Regions from separate parts of the Mus musculus genome. Here regions 1, 2, 4 and 5 are each linked to region 3. Evidence: chromatin contacts called from public Hi-C and promoter capture Hi-C data. All regions are on one chromosome and are shown on one strand. The core of a region is the stretch at or near the end of the contact, and the rest is flanking DNA. Distances in the headings are between cores, read along the strand shown.

What was found. Promoter capture Hi-C pulls out the DNA fragments that hold promoters and counts their contacts. Hi-C and Micro-C count contacts between places; a contact is called where the count stands out from the background.
Region 1: a contact with region 3 is called in a Hi-C map of B cells, with 7 read pairs. The contact joins the promoter of Dlg3 here to the promoter of Taf1 in region 3. A contact is called at or near these places in 2 of 484 Hi-C or Micro-C datasets (B cells and embryonic stem cells).
Region 2: a promoter capture Hi-C map of liver shows a contact between it and region 3, with 4 times the contacts expected there. The contact joins the promoter of Hdac8 here to the promoter of Taf1 in region 3. A contact is called at or near these places in 2 of 39 promoter capture datasets (liver and pre-B cells).
Region 4: a promoter capture Hi-C map of erythroid cells shows a contact between it and region 3, with 40 times the contacts expected there. The contact joins the promoter of Pdzd11 here to the promoter of Taf1 in region 3. A contact is called at or near these places in 4 of 39 promoter capture datasets (erythroid cells, liver, neutrophils and 1 more).
Region 5: a contact with region 3 is called in a promoter capture Hi-C map of erythroid cells, with 2.0 times the contacts expected there. The contact joins the promoter of Ercc6l here to the promoter of Taf1 in region 3. A contact is called at or near these places in 8 of 39 promoter capture datasets (the 3T3-L1 cell line, erythroid cells, hippocampal neurons and 3 more).

What each region holds. Positions count from the first base shown.
Region 1 is chrX:100,765,645-100,769,063 of GRCm38.p6, reverse strand. It overlaps Dlg3 (discs large MAGUK scaffold protein 3), which reads right to left and starts at 1,342. Exons shown (of 21, transcript NM_016747.4): 1 at 636-1,342. The coding sequence starts at 992.
Region 2 is chrX:102,503,323-102,506,511 of GRCm38.p6, reverse strand. It overlaps Hdac8 (histone deacetylase 8), which reads left to right and starts at 1,354. Exons shown (of 11, transcript NM_027382.4): 1 at 1,354-1,558; 2 at 2,061-2,113. The coding sequence starts at 1,448. It overlaps Gm32262 (a long non-coding RNA gene), which reads right to left. Exons shown (of 14, transcript XR_003953070.1): 14 at 1,186-1,933.
Region 3 is chrX:101,530,862-101,534,068 of GRCm38.p6, reverse strand. Taf1 (TATA-box binding protein associated factor 1) reads right to left here and starts at 1,334. Exons shown (of 39, transcript NM_001290729.1): 1 at 1,068-1,334; 2 at 460-574; 3 at 208-324. The coding sequence starts at 1,247.
Region 4 is chrX:100,624,317-100,627,817 of GRCm38.p6, reverse strand. It overlaps Pdzd11 (PDZ domain containing 11), which reads left to right and starts at 1,877. Exons shown (of 7, transcript NM_001356384.1): 1 at 1,877-1,932; 2 at 2,431-2,530; 3 at 2,940-3,023; 4 at 3,229-3,285. The coding sequence starts at 2,444. It overlaps Kif4 (kinesin family member 4), which reads right to left and starts at 1,753. Exons shown (of 30, transcript NM_008446.2): 1 at 1,230-1,753; 2 at 1,000-1,114. The coding sequence starts at 1,349.
Region 5 is chrX:102,155,656-102,158,875 of GRCm38.p6, reverse strand. Ercc6l (excision repair cross-complementing rodent repair deficiency complementation group 6 like) reads left to right here and starts at 1,785. Exons shown (of 2, transcript NM_146235.3): 1 at 1,785-1,968. The coding sequence starts at 1,901.

The DNA of each region.
Region 1 (3,419 bases), core at 93-2,592, 770 kb after region 3:
ACAGCTATCCCTGCAGCCTCATCGACAGAGACACCTTCACATTCAGAGACACATCCTCACATATCCATGTGCACGTTCACACACAAAGGGACTGGGATGGAGAGGGACTCATGGTATGGAGAGATGACGCTCAGCCATCTGGGCACATGGGTTCTGATACATACATTCACACAAGCTCCATTGCTTTCTTCCACACACCCCAACATACATACAAACACATATGTCCCCCCCACGCAGAGCACCATGCCCCCTCCTCCCCTCCTATGGAGACACACACCACATACAACCCCCGCAGAACCTCCCGCCCCCTGCCAGACACAGAGACACTGCCACCCCCCCGCCCTGCACTGAGACAAACCCAAATCCCCCACACTAGAAAAATGTGCCCCTCCGCCATACCATCACCCCCTGATACAAACAGCTCCTCCCAATCCCCTCCAAACGGAGACCCCCTAAACAGACACACATAGAAGATGTATTTTCAACAGTCTCTCTTTGGTCAGCTGCTAAAGGCTCAGATCCATAGACTTGGAGCCCCAGCAACCTCTACTGCTCCCCAGACTTCCTAGACCCCAATCCCTAGTCCTTTGGGTTGTCCCACCAGCCTCCCCTCCTCCTCATCTGCCGGTCCTTACCTGCTCATACCAGTCCCGGTTGGTACAGGTGCACTCGGGCCACCAGCCGGGGCCACTGCCGTTGAGTTTTGGGGTGCTCTTGCCGGGGACTGGCTTAGGGGGCACTGGCCCCACATCTCGGCCTGTGGGGATGAGCTTGGCCTTGGTGCGAGGGGTGGGGGTAGCCCCTGCCTGTGAAGGCAGGGTCTGCGAGCTGTAGCCTCCATAACCGGAGCTAGCCCCATTGCCCCCACTTGGCCCATAGGGGTCCGGCACCTGCCAGTCCCCGTAGCCAGGAGGCTCAAGACGCCGCAGGGCGGCCAGGCGGGTCACCTCATAGCACTCGGGGCACTTACAGCAGTGCTGGTGCTTGTGCATGGCACTGCCCCCCGCGGCTCGGACCCCCCAGCCCACGCCAGTTTCCACGCCGCCGCCGCCGCCGCCGGGCTCCCTAGCACACTCGCACTGCTCAGACCAAGAAGGAGGGGGCACCCGTGGGGGTGCCCTGGCTGAGCGGGGCCTGGGGCCGGGCGGGCGTCCTGGGGCCTCTGCCCCCACGCTGCCCCGCACCCATGGCTCCCCCTCCAGCACTGGCGGCTCCGTGTCGCCCGTTGTGGCTTCTGGGCCGAGGCCCAGCGGCAAAGAAGAATCGGGCGCCCAGGCAAAGGCTAGGTGCGGCGAGAACCTCTTCTGCTCAGGTCCCCAGGATGGATCTGAGTGGAGTCAAGAGCATCTCTCCCTGGCTCCCTTCTCAATTGATTCCAGCCAATCAGAGCGCAGAGTCAGGCAGCGGCAGCGGCAGCAGCAGGAATGCTAAACAGCGGCTTCTTAAAGGAGCAGAAGCAGAGGCGCCCCCCCACCCCCCGGACTCAGACACATCTCCCCTATTCTGTGGAGTTACTGGCAACCCTAGTCTAGGTGGCTGAGATTTGGGCCACTAGAGAGCTGAAGAGTATGATCCTGCGATCCTGTGTTCTCGTGTTGCCAATTTCAGGCTGTCTTCTGCCCGCTCCACCCCGCCCCACTGGCAAGAGGGAGTTGCAGTGAGATGCTCAATGGGTCCCTAAGCTTGCTCTAAGCTAGGGCCATCAGAAGTAAAGGCAGCAATAGAACCGATCAAAGGGGCATCTGGACAGGGTGCGCGAAGTGCTGCCTCCTGCAGGGGACCAAGGAAAAGGGCAGCATCCAGGTCTGTCAGCGCATCCTCATCAGGACCATTGTTCTTTCATTTCCTAGGCCCTGTAATGAGTATCTCTCACAGTCGACCTTTCTTACATCACCAGTGAGAGACTAACCTCAGAACCGGCAACGAGAGAAAACTATTTATGCCTGCCTCCGACACTTCTGCCTCCACTCCATGGTTATGTTAGGGAAAAGAGGCTTGAAATGTTACGAGGAAAGGGAGTTCGGGTACAAGGAAGTGGTAAGAAAAGATCTAAAGTGAAAGAAGCCAATTCTTTGGTTCTGGCACAGCACCCAGGAATCCCGATTGAAGGAGGTCTCCTTGACTTCTCCTCGCTCACGCTGTTGGAAGGTGGGGAAAGGGTAATCATAAGACAGAAAGAATCTTTTTTTTTTTTTGAGACAGAGTGATCATCCTGCCTCAACTACTTGATTGGTGATATTACAGGTGCCACCCAGGCTAGCTTTTTGTTTCTGTCCTTGTTTTATCTTTAGCAGACAATGACTGAATCGTTACAAAGTCTGAGGTGCAAACAAAAGTCTCTATCAAGGCAGTACTAAAGGTACCTCCATTCTACCAATAAGAACTGTAAGCTCAGCGGTGCTAACACAACTAGGTAGCATAACTGAGAGATGAAAGTTCTTGCCATTTGACTGGAACCCATGCTCTAAACTACTCAGATAAGCACTGTGCTCTAAGTTCTGCAGATTTTAGGTCTCCGTTTCATTTAACAGACATTAATTGAGCACTTACCCGGTGTAAAGCCATCACATGGGTGTTGTGAATAGAGACTTGGGCTTAATTCAACAGATGTTCATGCCAAACACTGTTCTAGAATATAGTAATAGAACAATACGATATACAACAAACAGACCCAGTCCCTGAGAGGATGTAGACAAACGTAAGTGCAACAAAGAACAGAAAACCATATAGTTATGGTAACTAGCCATGGTTGTCAACTTCAGTAGAATTAGAATCACCTAGAAGATACGCATTGGGCATATCTGTGAGGGCATTTCAAGTGCGGATGAACAGACCTTCAGTGGGAGTGGCATCTTCCAATGGGTCACCCAGATACAGAGAGGTCTGAGTAAAATGCAGCAAGCCTATGCCTGCTTTCACTTCCTTTACAAAAATTATTTGTAGACTTGTTTCATTTTCTGTGTACTAGTGTTTTACCTGCATGTATGTATTTGAGCCATTTGCGTGCAGTTCTGGCAGAGGCCAGTAGGGCGTGTCAGATCCTCAGATATTGAAGTTACAGATAGTTGTCCCTCAGAACCAAATTTGGGTCTTCTGCAAGAACAACGAGTGCTCTTAGCTACTGAGCCATCCCTTTATTCCCTCTTCTCTTCCTTTTGACTGCACGTATCACTGCTGTTGCCATTATTGGCCGCCACCAGACTTTATCCAAGTGAACTTAACACCAGTGACTTTTCAGTGACTCTCCAGGCTTTTGACACTGGATTGGGTCTGCTGAAATGTCTTTTTTTTTTTTTTTTTGGACTGAGCAGCTACCACATTCCATGCCTTGCCAGTGTACAGACAGCCATTGTTGGACTGCTAGTTTCCCTATCATGTAAGCCAATCCAATAAGCCCACATATAATATGTATACATTCT
Region 2 (3,189 bases), core at 105-2,604, 970 kb before region 3:
TTCCATTCTAATTGGAGAACAAATGCATATCTCTCTCTCTCTCTCTCTCTCTCTCACACACACACACACACACACACACACACACACACACACGTACATACCTCAAGATTGCAAGAATATTAAGTATTGGGATACTAAATCGAATATTGACCACAGGTATAGCAGAAAGTCAACCTGGAAGCATCAAATTCACATAGTAAAAGGAGTATTTAGGTTTTGGGTGTTAGGTAGAGCTAATTTTGGATTGTTTTCCTACCTCAGTGTGTGACCGAGAATAGTTTTTACCCTCCAAAGTACATCTGCAAAGTGGACATGTTACAGCTTGCGTCATAGAACTGTTGAAAGGATTAAGATAATATCCAAAGTGCTTATCACGAAACAAAAGTTTAAAGCAAGCTTGTCTTTTAAAGAAAGTACAAATCTGGGCCTGTCTCGGAGGCCTCAGTGTGTCAGTTGAGGATGGTCTGAGTGCTGGGAGTCTGGGAATTGACCAGCTAGGCTCAGATCTTGTAGGCATCCAGAACCCCCAAACTTCTGGTGGAAATAACACTGCCTGGGGACACACTAACACCCTGTACACCAAACCTAAAACATTTGCCCTAACCGTTGTTTAGCTTCAGAAGCAAATGAAAGAAAAAGTGGCTGTGTGTTGGGGGATGGGGGAGGTGTGTTTTCCCACTACTTGGGAGAGAACCCTTGCTTTTCATCACATGAAAGCTCCACAGTCCCTGTCTCAGTTTTAGGAAGGTGACATCGGGTTTGTCAGAGTGGATTATTGGAGAGGCTGTTAATCTCTTTCAGACAGTGATGAAAAGTAGCGAACTAAAGTTGCAGCACGAAATTTACTCTGTAAACATTTCAAACAATCCTCAGCCTTAGCACCATTAGCTAATGTAGCTGGGTGGTGGTCTTGCCTGCTATTGAATGTATAGTTTACCTCTATTTAAATATTTAAATGATATTTGCAGTTTGAAAACTTAAAAGAGTTCAGACTCTTAGCGCCAAAACTTGAAACCACGTTTTTTTAGTGTTTAGCTGTGTTTCTTTCTGTTACCATACTCCTTTAAAACTACATCTCCCAGCATGCTTTGGAGCTGGTCTGACCTCATTTCAAATGGCCCCGTAGGGCAACAAGGCTGGTTACTTTTGACCGTGCTACTTGTGCCATGAAAAAATTGATCCCAATTGGCAGTTATTTGGTTTTTATATCTGTCAGGCACCTTTTTTGAACTGTGGTCATCAGTAGAAGGCATCTGGTCTGGAAGGGCCCATCCATCCCTGTAGTTGGACGAGGGACCAGGGAAACTGTCTCCGGCGATCTAAATAGGAGGGAATGTTGACAAGGGAGCACCGCTGGGGCTGAACAGAGGAGCAGGAACTGGAGCTCAGGCTGAGTCTGAAAACTGTTGGCTCCAGACTTTGGCTCGCGGACGGTTGGAAGTGGGAGATGGAGATGCCAGAGGAACCCGCCAACAGTGGGCATTCACTACCCCCGGTTTATATTTACAGTCCCGAGTATGTCAGCATCTGCGACTCCCTTGTGAAGGTCCCCAAACGGGTAAGAGAGGTCTGGATCAAAGACCACGGTTTGCGGGGATGGGGGTGGGAGGGTGTGAAAGGGAGTACATTAGGAAACGAGAAAACTGGACTGAAGGATACCTTCAGCAAAAATGTAACTAGCAGTGCCAGGCACGCCAAGCCGAGCAGAAGGAAGTGGTTCATTACCTTCAGAGAGCGCAGTGGGGCATCCAACGCTCGAGTGGGGGCGGGGGGCGGGGGAGGGGAAGGATTGGCGCAGAGGTGAGCGGAGTTACCAATAGGGGGTCCTGGACCACAAACTGTTAGGAGAGAGTATTCCATCACTTGCGTTAGTAAAGCTGGGGAGCTTCGAATCTTGGCGATTTTGAGACTCTGTGTTTGTCTTAAGTGTATTCTGTTAAAGTGACAGAAGGGAGAAGAGAGAAAGTAGTTAGTTCTCCGCGCAGGCTGTTGTTGTTAATGGCATTTCAGTACATTGAACCTTAAGGAGACTGCTCTGCCTTTCTTTGATGCTGTTTCAGGCCAGTATGGTCCACTCTCTGATCGAAGCCTATGCCCTGCATAAACAAATGAGGTAAGTGCGTTGACCTTTCTGAACATGATCATTTCTGAGGGCAGGCGTGTTCATAGCCTTAACACCTTGTCTCCTCCCAGTGGGACTAACCAGCGAGAAATGCTGCGTTCAAAAAAAAAAAAAAAAAAAAGCTTGTGTGGGAGTGGGGTGTTCATAGTCTTTGTTAGATGCTTGTACCGCCGGGAAAGCTTGAGAACAGTTGGGAAAGGCACACGAAGGGGTTAAGATCCCTTAGAAAAGAGACTTTGCTTCTAGACATGTGAGGAGGTGTTAAGCTGGAAAATGTTTTGTTTTATATTTGGTCTGGATTTTGTTTGTTTTCTAAAGCTAGATTTGGGGATGTGGGTTCAATTTGAGACTTAGATCTGCTACCCCACCCCCATCACCACCAAACTTTAACCTGGTCTCTGTTGACCACACAAGTAAAGCTAGCTACATCCTTCTCAAAAACAAGCCAAAAACAAGCTTTCTGTTGATTGCCAATTCTATATTTAATGTCATAAATGAAAGTATTATGGACCTGGCACATGTCAAATCAGGTTTTCTCATTACTGACCAACTACGTGACTGGCTAGATCACCTAATGCTGCATTTTCTTCACAGAAAGTAATATAATAGGTTTTCATATTTTATTCTTAGTATTAAGTCATTTTTAGTGTGTACATTCTTTTGGAATGTGTTGTTGTTTTGAGACAGAGTCTCACTGTGTAGTTCTGGCTAGCCAAGAACTGTTAACATCAACCAGGCTGGCCTTGAATTTACCAAGAACCACCTGCCTTGCCTCCCAGGTGCAGGATCAGCAGGTTTGCAGCACCATACCCTTCTAGGAATGTTTTCCTCCCTATGCTTAATTCCTATGGTCATCAAAATAACTACTTGTCTTTCCTTAAAAGTATTTTAACACTTTTCTGAGCCTGGTGGTACAGGCCGTTAATTCTAGGCCTTTGGAAGGCTGAGACAGGAACATCACAACTTCAAAGCCAGCTGGGTAACTTAGCCACACCCTGTCTCAAAATACAATTTTTAAAGGGGTTTAAGATAGTGTTCAATGTGTAGAACACTTGCCTAACATATAG
Region 3 (3,207 bases), core at 85-2,584:
ACTAAACTGCCAATTTTGCAACATTAAAGAATACCAAGCGTAGTGGGGAACATGTCTAATCCTAGCACTTGGGAAACAGAGGCAAATGCATCTCTATGAGTTTGGGACAATCTTGCATGCATAATGAGTTCCAGGTCAGGCAGGGCTATGTTGAAAGACCCATTGCTAGAAAACAAGAAGGGGGGGGGGGGGCGGAGAGAGAATCACCTGTGTGGCAAAGGGGTTGCAAGCTTCCCATTGTCTGCTGGTATCTTCTACTTTCATCTTCTGCCACCTCGTTGATGTCAGAATAGTCCACAGCATCCTCTCTACTCCTAATCCATCCTATGGATAAAAAGGGAGACGTCTCAAGAGAAAGCAAGTAATTATCACTTCCTTAGAAAATCCCCACTGAAAAGCGTACAACAGGCTAATCTCCTCCCCCCACCCACACTGTCCTCCCCATGGCCCACACTTTACCTTCATCATTTACCAGGGCACCATCACTCCCGGACAATTCTTCATTTGCTGTGAGTTCAGTGATCAGGCTGCCAAGACCCAAAGCCCCCAAGCCCGCAAGATGCTTCTTGCACTCCTGAAAAGGGGACAGCATGAGGGTCGAAAATAACAACTAAACCTGAAGGTCCTACACAAGTATATTTCCCTTGCTCATAACAAAGTCACAAATCCATCTGAGAAATTATTTCATGAAGTGCTGCTCAAAGAAACATCACATTCAAGAACTATATAGGAAATCTGCTAAATTCCATACAGATCAGTTCCGAACAACACACGTTCCATCCGTAGTCCTGGCTTTGGAGCCATTAGGATCAGCAAAAGCCAGAAAAAGCAGAGTTCCAAGGGTCTTTAAGAAGGCCTTCCACAGTGGCGGTTCTGATAACCTTACTAGAGTTAACTATTATCTTTCCTACCAGGCAAGGAGAATGTTACCTTCGAAGCCAACACCTCAGCATCAGTGACTGACACTTAAGACTTTTCCTCTTCGTCCTTCCTCCGAGTTGAGCCCTCTCGCGCTGTCTCCAGTTCTCCCTAGCCACAGCACCCGCCGCCCCAGGCCCACGACTCACGTCATCCAAGACGCTTTCGCCTTCCAACTGCCCTGCTCCATTGATGTTGCCGAACAGGAACCCAGTTAGAGAAAATGGGCCTCCACCAGCCGACTCTTCGTCGCTGTCTGTGTCGGACATGACGACGGAAGGGCTACCGCCACCCTTGTCCTGCAGCAGCCCAGCCCACCCCGGGCCCATGGGCGGGAAAGAAAAAATACGTCAGTCGCACACGGGTGACTTGCAGCGCTCCCTGACCCAACCAGAGGCTACCGGAAGTTGAAAAAAAGGGGGGAAGGATGGGCCGTCCTACGTGATCCTTTGATGTCGGGATGGCTACTTCCTTTGATGTGTTTGATTGGTCCGCCCAAGATCAGGCTGGATAACTGGAAGGTGATTGGTCAAACAAACCAGTCCCGCCCATCAACTGCGCGGGTCCGTTCTGGTTGCTATGGTAAGAGCGGCAGATTTTTCTCCAATAAGAAAGTAGATCTGAGGCGGCGTGACCTACGACCTCTGGAAACCGCGCGTCACCGGCTACAGTACACACTACACAATAATGATTTGAGCCGTCTTTTCCGGTTTGTGCCGTTCCCCAAAGGAACATTACTATGAATTGTGATAGGGGGACGACTGCTACTTACTTATTTTGAATTTACATTTTCCCATGGTAAAATGTTAAGCTTAGTAAAATGAGCAACCGAAACTTCAAGATTCACAAACATTAAACATTTTCATAGTTTTTTTAAGCGCACATATGATTCCCAGCACTATATATATATATATATATATGTATATATATATATATATATATACATACACATATATGCATATATATGTGTGTGTGTATGTATGTATATATGTGTGTAAATGTGTAAAAGCATGGAGAGAAGAAAGAAACCGAGTGGGAGAAGGGGGGGGGGGTTGAAGAGGGGAGAGAAAGTGAAAGAGAGACAGAAATATACAAGGCTGGGATACAGCTCACTGGCCAACATAGATTCAATTCCCTGTACTTAAAAAATAACCTTATTTTGCCAGGAATGGAAACCTGAGGTAGAAGTGTCTCTGAACCGGGCAGTGGTGGCGCACGCCTTTAATCCCAGCACTCGGGAGGCAGAGACAGGCGGATTTCTGAGTTTGAGTCCAGCCTGGTCTACAAAGTGAGTTCCAGGACAGCCAGGGCTACACAGAGAAACCCTGTCTCGAAATAACTAAAAAAAAAAAAAAAAAAAAAAAAAAAAAAGAATTGTCTCTGTAAGACCAGCATAGTATACATAGTTAAGCTCCAGGCTACTAGGGGAAACCCTATCTTTAAAAAAAAGTTTTTTAAGTACTCTATATATTTGTGTAAATAGACATATTGAACCAGTGAGGTGCCTCTGTAGGTAACATATCTGCCACCAACCCCGGAGCCCCATCCTGAGGACATATTTCATGTTTCAGATCACCATGGTGGCACACAGACTTGTTTGAATTGGAGCATCTTCACTGTGGCCAAACCGAGGATCTGTTCAGAGTTCCTACTTTGCATTTTTTGTGCCTGTTTGCTTGTTCATGTTTAGTTTGTTCTGAGGCAGAGTCCCACTTAAGTTTCCTGGGCCAGGCCTTGAATTTTCCATTCTTTGCTTCCCAACTAACTGAAATTATAGGTCTCTGCCAACAAGTTCAGTCGTGCGATTATATTTGATCACCTCTCTTTAGTATATACATGGGGACATTTTCTTTTTTTAAGATTTATTTTTGAAATGATCTGTATGTGTCTGTGCACGGGTATATGCACTGAAGTGCAGTTGTTCACAGAGGCCAGAACTGTTGACTGCCTCTGGAGTTGGAGCTGCTTGATGTTGAGTAGTAGAAACTGGATTCAGGAAGAACAGGAAGCTATCACAGCCCTGGCTGTCCTGGAACTCACTTTATAGACCAGGCTGGCCTCGAACTCAGAAATCCACCTGCCTCTGCCTCCTGAGTGCTGGGATTAAAGGTGTGCGTGCGCCACCACTGTACAGAAAGCTCTCGCACTCTTTATTCTATATGCCTTGGCTTGCCACTGTCAGATACCCTGGAACTGCCAACTACAGACAGTTGTGAGCTGCCATGCGTGTGGTGGGAACTGAACCCTGTCTCAAAAAACAAAATAATGATGATGCATTAAAACTCATAC
Region 4 (3,501 bases), core at 628-3,127, 910 kb after region 3:
TCAAATTTTATCATAACGTTAGATAAAAGCAAAAAGAAAGATACAAGTGCTTTGTAATCTTCAAGTATCAAAACAATGAAGGCTTTAAAAAACACAAAGCCCAAAGGTTCAAGGACTACTTTAGACTTGGGGACTATAAGAAGGGCGCAGCAGCTAATCATACCATGATTTTTGAACTAAATTCTTTGCTATCAAGGGTATTACTGAAACAACTGGCAACACTTGAACAGGGCTGAGGATGAGAAAGTAGTAACAAGACATTGCAACTTCTGTGATTATGATGGCTATGTCATGACGCTTACTGGAAATATATGGTAAAGTATTCAGGGATCATAACATCAACAACTTATTACCAATGATTCTATGAAAAAAATGGCATCTTTATGCTGTTCTTGCAACATTTCTATAACTACTATAACTACAGTGTTTTCAAGTTTTACAATAAAGTCTGGGCCTATAGCTCACTTGGCAAAGTACTTGTCTAGCATACACAAAGCCATGCGTTTGCTTTCCAGCACAGCATAAGCCAAATCAAGGAGGGTGGTTGTACTGGCTAGTTTTGTGTCAACTTGACACAGCTGGAGTTATCACAGAGTAAGGACCTTCAGTTGAGGAAATACCTCCATGAGATCCAACTGTAAGGCATTTTCTCAATTAGTGATCAAGGGGGAAAGGCCCCTTGTGGGTGGGACCATCCCTGGGCTGGTAGTCTTGGGTTCTATAAGAGAACAGGCTGAGCAAGCCAGGGGAAGGAAGCCAGTAAGGAACATCCCTCCATGGCTTCTACATCAGTCTTTGCCTCCCAAGTGCTGAAATGAAAGGTTCTCTGTGAGGTCCCAAGACAACAAAATATGTCTAGGTCAAAGATAAACTGGATGTGTTACTAGGCTGTGGGCTGTTTTTAAAGGCAGAAGTCTGTTTCATCCATTCCTCTTATTTGTAGTGCCTATATGACCCACCCACACACACACAAACGCCCAGTGAATTAGACAGCCTCACCTTTAAACACGCCTTTTATGAGTGGAGCTACTGCTGTATTAAAGACCTCTTCCTGTTCAGTAGAGGGGTCAAACACAAAATCGTAGGTAAATGATTTATCATTACCAACCACCACCTGCAAGAGGCAAGAGACAAGGATGGGGAAGGATTAAAAAAAAAATGCCTGACCACGCCCCTCGCTCCTTTCAGCCTCAGCTGTGGAGGAAGCCACTCCAGACTCGACTACCCACCTGAGGCTCTCCGGGCACAAAGGAAAGGCACGTCTGGCAGCCCTCCTTAATCTCTTTCGAGACGAGGGGGCGACAACGCAGTGCCACTCTTACGGGAATCCCCTTCACCTCTTCTTTCATGGTACCAGCTCAGCAGGTGTCCGTGCTGGGTGAAGCCGGCTCTCCCAGGAGCCCCCGGAGGCTGGCAGGAGTGGAAAGGCCCTTCTCAGGCGGTGGGAGAGCTCGGAACTCGCTGATGCACTCTCCCTCCCAGCGGGATCACGGTGTCCTGTCACTCTTGGCCACCGCCTAAAGGTTTGTCAGTCCCAATACTGCAGGGCGAAGCGGCGTCAGCAATAAGGAAACTCCAGCAGAGACAGCAACCGCGACCCCAAGCCCTAAAGTGCTCCAAAGCGCAGAATCGGAGCTAACGCGGTGCCCGGGTAACTCACCAAACTAAACGTCCCTCTCACCGACCTTCCCTGGCGCCCTGTTCCAACCGGAGCTTTAACCGCCAAGTTTCAAATTGATCCCAGAGGCGCCAGCCAATCGGAGCGCGTACAGCCTGTGAGAAGCAGACGAACTTGAGCACGCACACCGTGACGCGCAAGGAGGCTGGAGCTCTGGCTCGCCCAAAGAGAGCTCCGCCCCGGCAGGGTGGTAGGAGCATCCGCTTCCGGTTCCGACGCCGAATTGGCTGTCGCTGACCGAGGCCTTCTTACCGGTGAGGTGGCCCTGAGTTAAGTGGTCGCGAGCGCGGGATTCGGGCGGGTTGCAGGACCTGGATCTAGAAGGTAGCCCGTGTAGACGGAACCCGTCTGTGGACACCACGTTTACTAAGCACCTCTAGAGATTGTGTCTGGCCCCAATCCCTATGGGATAGTTAAGAGTTGGCACTCCCTTGCTGTTTTAAAGTAGATCTTTGTAGATGTGTAGATTCTCTTTTCCTAGGTTGGAAGTGGTGACACCTATTGTTTTTTGTAGAATTGTGAGAAATGCAAACATGCCATTAGAGTGCTTAAAAAATTAATTTTTTTGTCTTTTGTTTTTGTTATTTTGTTTTGTAGCCTGCCTCTCCTCCCTACCCCCCCTCCCCAATCTTAACACCTACTTGTGGGCTAGTCCCATAAAGGAATGGCCCTCGGCTGGAAGGCTTTCTGGAACTTAGAGTGCTTGGTCCTTTTTAAAATCATTTTCGTTTCCTTTGATTCGTCCTTTTCAGGGCTTTGCCTGAAATGGACAACCGGATTCCCTATGATGACTACCCTGTGGTTTTCCTGCCGGCCTATGAAAACCCTCCAGCGTGGATTCCTCCTCATGAGGTGGGCGCCATCTGCATTCCTGAATAATCATGAGATCTATGAAAGAAAAAGTAGCAGGGCTAGGAAACTCAGTGGAGAGTGGATCTTAGGTGAATTCTGAGCAACAGTGACCCACTGGTGACTTCTTGCAGAATCACCATGCCAGAACCCTTCACACTGGTGAATTCTGAAAATTCAGAGCCTTAATTTCCATCCTGTCAATAAGAAAGGACTAGGGATCTATAGGGCCACTAACATGTCCCGAGACTAAACAGCCACTCCTCTGGACTGTTTTATCTGTGCTTTGTAAACTGAGTCAATGGCTTTACCAATTCCTGACATATATCTGGTTTATTGGTATTCTAAAAGAAGGTAGATGTAACACATCTAAGACTGGGAATAAGATTTCGGGGATTGCTGTATCTTGCAGAGAGTGTACCACCCAGACTACAACAATGAGTTGACCCAGTTTCTGCCCCGAATTGTTACACTGAAGAAGCCTCCTGGTGCTCAGGTAAACTTATAGGGGCTCTTATTCCAGTAACGTTTGGTCCATGCCAGAAATTGGCCATGGTTGGGGTGTGGATGTGGATTGGGAGGTAGGTGACCAGAAAAGCAGAGGTGGCACTTCTACAGCATCTCCTTTTCTTCTGAGTACATAGATGTCCCTGTTCTTATGTCTCTGCTGAGTCTGCATCCTGTGTCCTTTTGTCTTTCAGTTGGGATTTAACATCCGAGGAGGAAAGGCCTCGCAGCTAGGCATCTTCATCTCCAAGGTCTGTGTGAATGTGTGTGTATGATAGGCTGTATGGCTAGCTACTTTGTTATCATATTAAAGTGCACTGGTGGCCCAGCAGATAAAAAAATGGATGACCCGCTGGAGTCATAGGATAGACATAATGGAAATTCAGCCTTTCCCTTTGAGAACTGTACTTGGGGCCAGTATGCTGGGGCATGTGGGCATGTCAGTACTCTGAGAACTCGAGAGGCAG
Region 5 (3,220 bases), core at 536-3,035, 620 kb before region 3:
GTCCTGGAACTCATTCTGTAGACCAGGCTGGCCTCGAACTCAGAAATCTGCCTGCCTCTGCCTCCCGAGTGCTGTGATTAAAGGCGTGTACCACCACTGCCCAGCTCAAAATGGAAGTCTTATTCCAAATAGTTTATTATATTGGTGCAAGTGTCTCTTATGTTGGGGTCCATTTCTCAGGGAATCACAATGTCCATGTCCCCATCAGTATGTTTTGAGTCCTTGCTGGCCTCGAACTCATCATAATCCTATCTCAGTTTCCAGAGTTCTGGGCTTCAGGAGTGGCTTTCTTAGTAATATATAAACCAGAATAATTTTTGTTGGCTCTCGACCTCTTATGTATCTTTTCCATTTCCCTAAGGCCTGAGCTTTGCCTTTGAAAATGACTGCATCTTAACTAGAACTTCTGAAGGGGATAACCACATTATAATTGCACTTATTTGTTTATCTTCACAAAATGAAAGAAGCCATAGAGTCACAGAGCTAAGCAAATGCTCTACTACTGAGATATAGCCCCAGCACTCACAGGGTCTCACTAAGTGGCTTGGGTTGGCCTGAATGGATTTTGAATCTGTAATCCTTCTGCGTCAACCTCAAAGGTGCTGGAACCCTAGGCTTTGGTATCTCCACGAACAAAATAAGCCAATTCAGGCCAAATTAAAGTATAAAGGCAGGTTTATTGGGGGCAGCCTCCAGGCAGGTTCATTCACCATACAGGAGGGGGGTGTCAGTGAAGTCACCATGGAAAGATAGGCAGAGAAGGGGGAGAGAGAAAGCAGGCATGCAGAGAGAAAAGAGAGGGAAAACCAAAAAGGTCTGTATTACATAATGAAGAGCTGCTGGGTGGCCCAGCCTCTGGGTTGGAAAGTTCAGTGTAGAGGGTGGGGTTTGCCAGTCATGCCCTGTAACAAGGATGAAGGATGGTGGGAGAACCTGAAGGCCAGGTCCACTTTGGTATGTTATATATGCACCTCAGCTACTTGTCCCGGATCTGAAACCCAACAGGCTTGTGCCACCAAATCTAGCTATTATTATTTTTTTACATTTAATTTTTTCATCATTTCATATATGAGTAATCTGTAAGCCATTCATTCCCATTCAACTCTTATCATGTCCCCTTCCCAACCTCTCAAATACATAAATAACCTCTACTCTATTTGGTATTGCGTAAATAAGGGCGTGTGTGTTTGTGTGTGTACTTCTGAGACAGGGTCTTGTTTATATGCAAGCTCAGTCTGGACTAGATCTTGAGATCCTCCTGCCTCTGCCTCCTAAGCACTGTTATCAGAGGTGTGCACCACCACGAGCGGCTTAGGCTTTGTCTTTGAAAATCCTTCTTCAGTGTCAGCTTTAAGTTGCAGGATTGCACTTCTAGGTGTGTGAATTCCAAGTATGTTCAGTGCCAGGCACTGGCGGGGAGGAAAAGGGGGCAATGGAGACCTCTATGGGCCAGTACAATAAGACAGCCTCCACTCACAAGGACAAGAGAAACAAGCGCGCATTTTACTCACGCTCTTAACTCCTTCCCTTCGCTCTCATTACTCAACATTCACACTCACCGCCACGCAGTTAGGACGGAACTGAAACCACCACCGGTCACGTGAATCAGCAGCCCCCCCCCCCTCCAAAAAAAAAAAAAAAAAAACCCAAAACGTAAGGCCACTCTAGCTAACGTAGCTAGCTAGCGCCAGTGCTCGAGGGCGCAGGCGCAAGACCTTCCTGGGCGGGGCTCAGGAAACCGCGCTCGAGCGCCAGATCCCGGATTGGCCCGCCGCGAGGCGGGCAGTTGGCTCTACCAGTCTAGTGCGTGAGCCCAGCCTGGGTAAGGCGGGAGCGAGCGAAATTCAAGCGCGGTTTTAACTGGGAGTCTCCTTTCCTGGGCTCTCCGGATTCCCTGGCCATGGAGGCTTCCCAAGGCTTAGCGGAAGTGGAGACTTTGAGCCCACAACTGGCCGAGAGTTACCTGAGGTATGTTTGGGTCTCCGGACGGGTCGAACTTGCAGTCCCTGGCCTGGGGTTGAGGTGGAGTGGCTCCCACCTCCCCCTAGGATCTGCTGTGGCTTTGACCAGATTTCTATTTCGGGGAGCTCGCCCTGCCAAGTCACTCGTAAGTCAAATAACTCTTGAGTATGAACTCTTTAAGAGCCTGAATTTTAATTAACTGATGAAATCTTTGAGTCTTTCTAACTCGCCAACCGCCAGACCTGGGAGAAAAGAGGAAAAATAGTCCCTAAGTTGTTAGCAATTGGGTAGTGAAAATGGGATCTGAAACAGAAATACTTTATGGTGTTTGATGGATGCTGTAAAATGTTTTATTTCCCGACCAGAGTGCTGCCATTAAAAGAAAGGGGGTCCAGTTACGAAGGGAAGACATATGCCCCCAAAGGAACCATTAAGCCCAGTGAATGAATACGCTTTCACCAGATGCCTAGGTTGGAATATTTAACTATTAAAAATTGTAGTGCAGGGCTGGAGAGATGACTCAGAGGTTAAGAGCACTGACTGCTCTTCCAGAAGACCCAGGTTCAATTCCCAGCACCCACATAGTAGCTCACAACCATTATGTAACTCCAGTCCTACAGGATCCTATGTTCTGGTACCTATGTGATGTACATGCGCCCCCCCACCCCCGCCCCGCGCGCGCATATGCAAAACACCCGTCTATGCCTATATAATTTTTAAAAGACTACATAAAATATTAGCAAAGGATTTGTAGACATTTCTCTTAAAAAACACATAATGGCAAACAGGCACATGAAAAGGTTGCTCAAAACCACCCCTAAGTAGAGGAAAAAAGATCACAACTATAATGGGGTGTGTGCCATCCCCTCCTGAGACTGAAGATACAGAGGGTTGTGAGCCACCATGTGGGTGCTGGGAACTGAACCAGAGTCCTCTGAAAGAGCAAGCACCTAGTCCTCTTAACTACAGAGTCCTCTCTACAGTATGTAGATTTATGTTGTTAACTTGTAGGGTTTTTTTTCCTTGGAGACAAGGTTTCTCTGTGTGGATCAGGCTGGCCTTGAACTCACAGAGACCCACATACCACTAACTTTTGCTCAGTGCTTGGATTAAAGGCTAGCGCCATCACTGCCAGGCATAGGTTTTGTTTTTTTTTGTTTTTTTTTTTTTTGAGGCAGGCTGCTCTTGAACTCTATCCTTCTCTCTGAGTCCACATAGTGATGGAATTACAGGTACATAGCACCATGTTCCAGTGAAT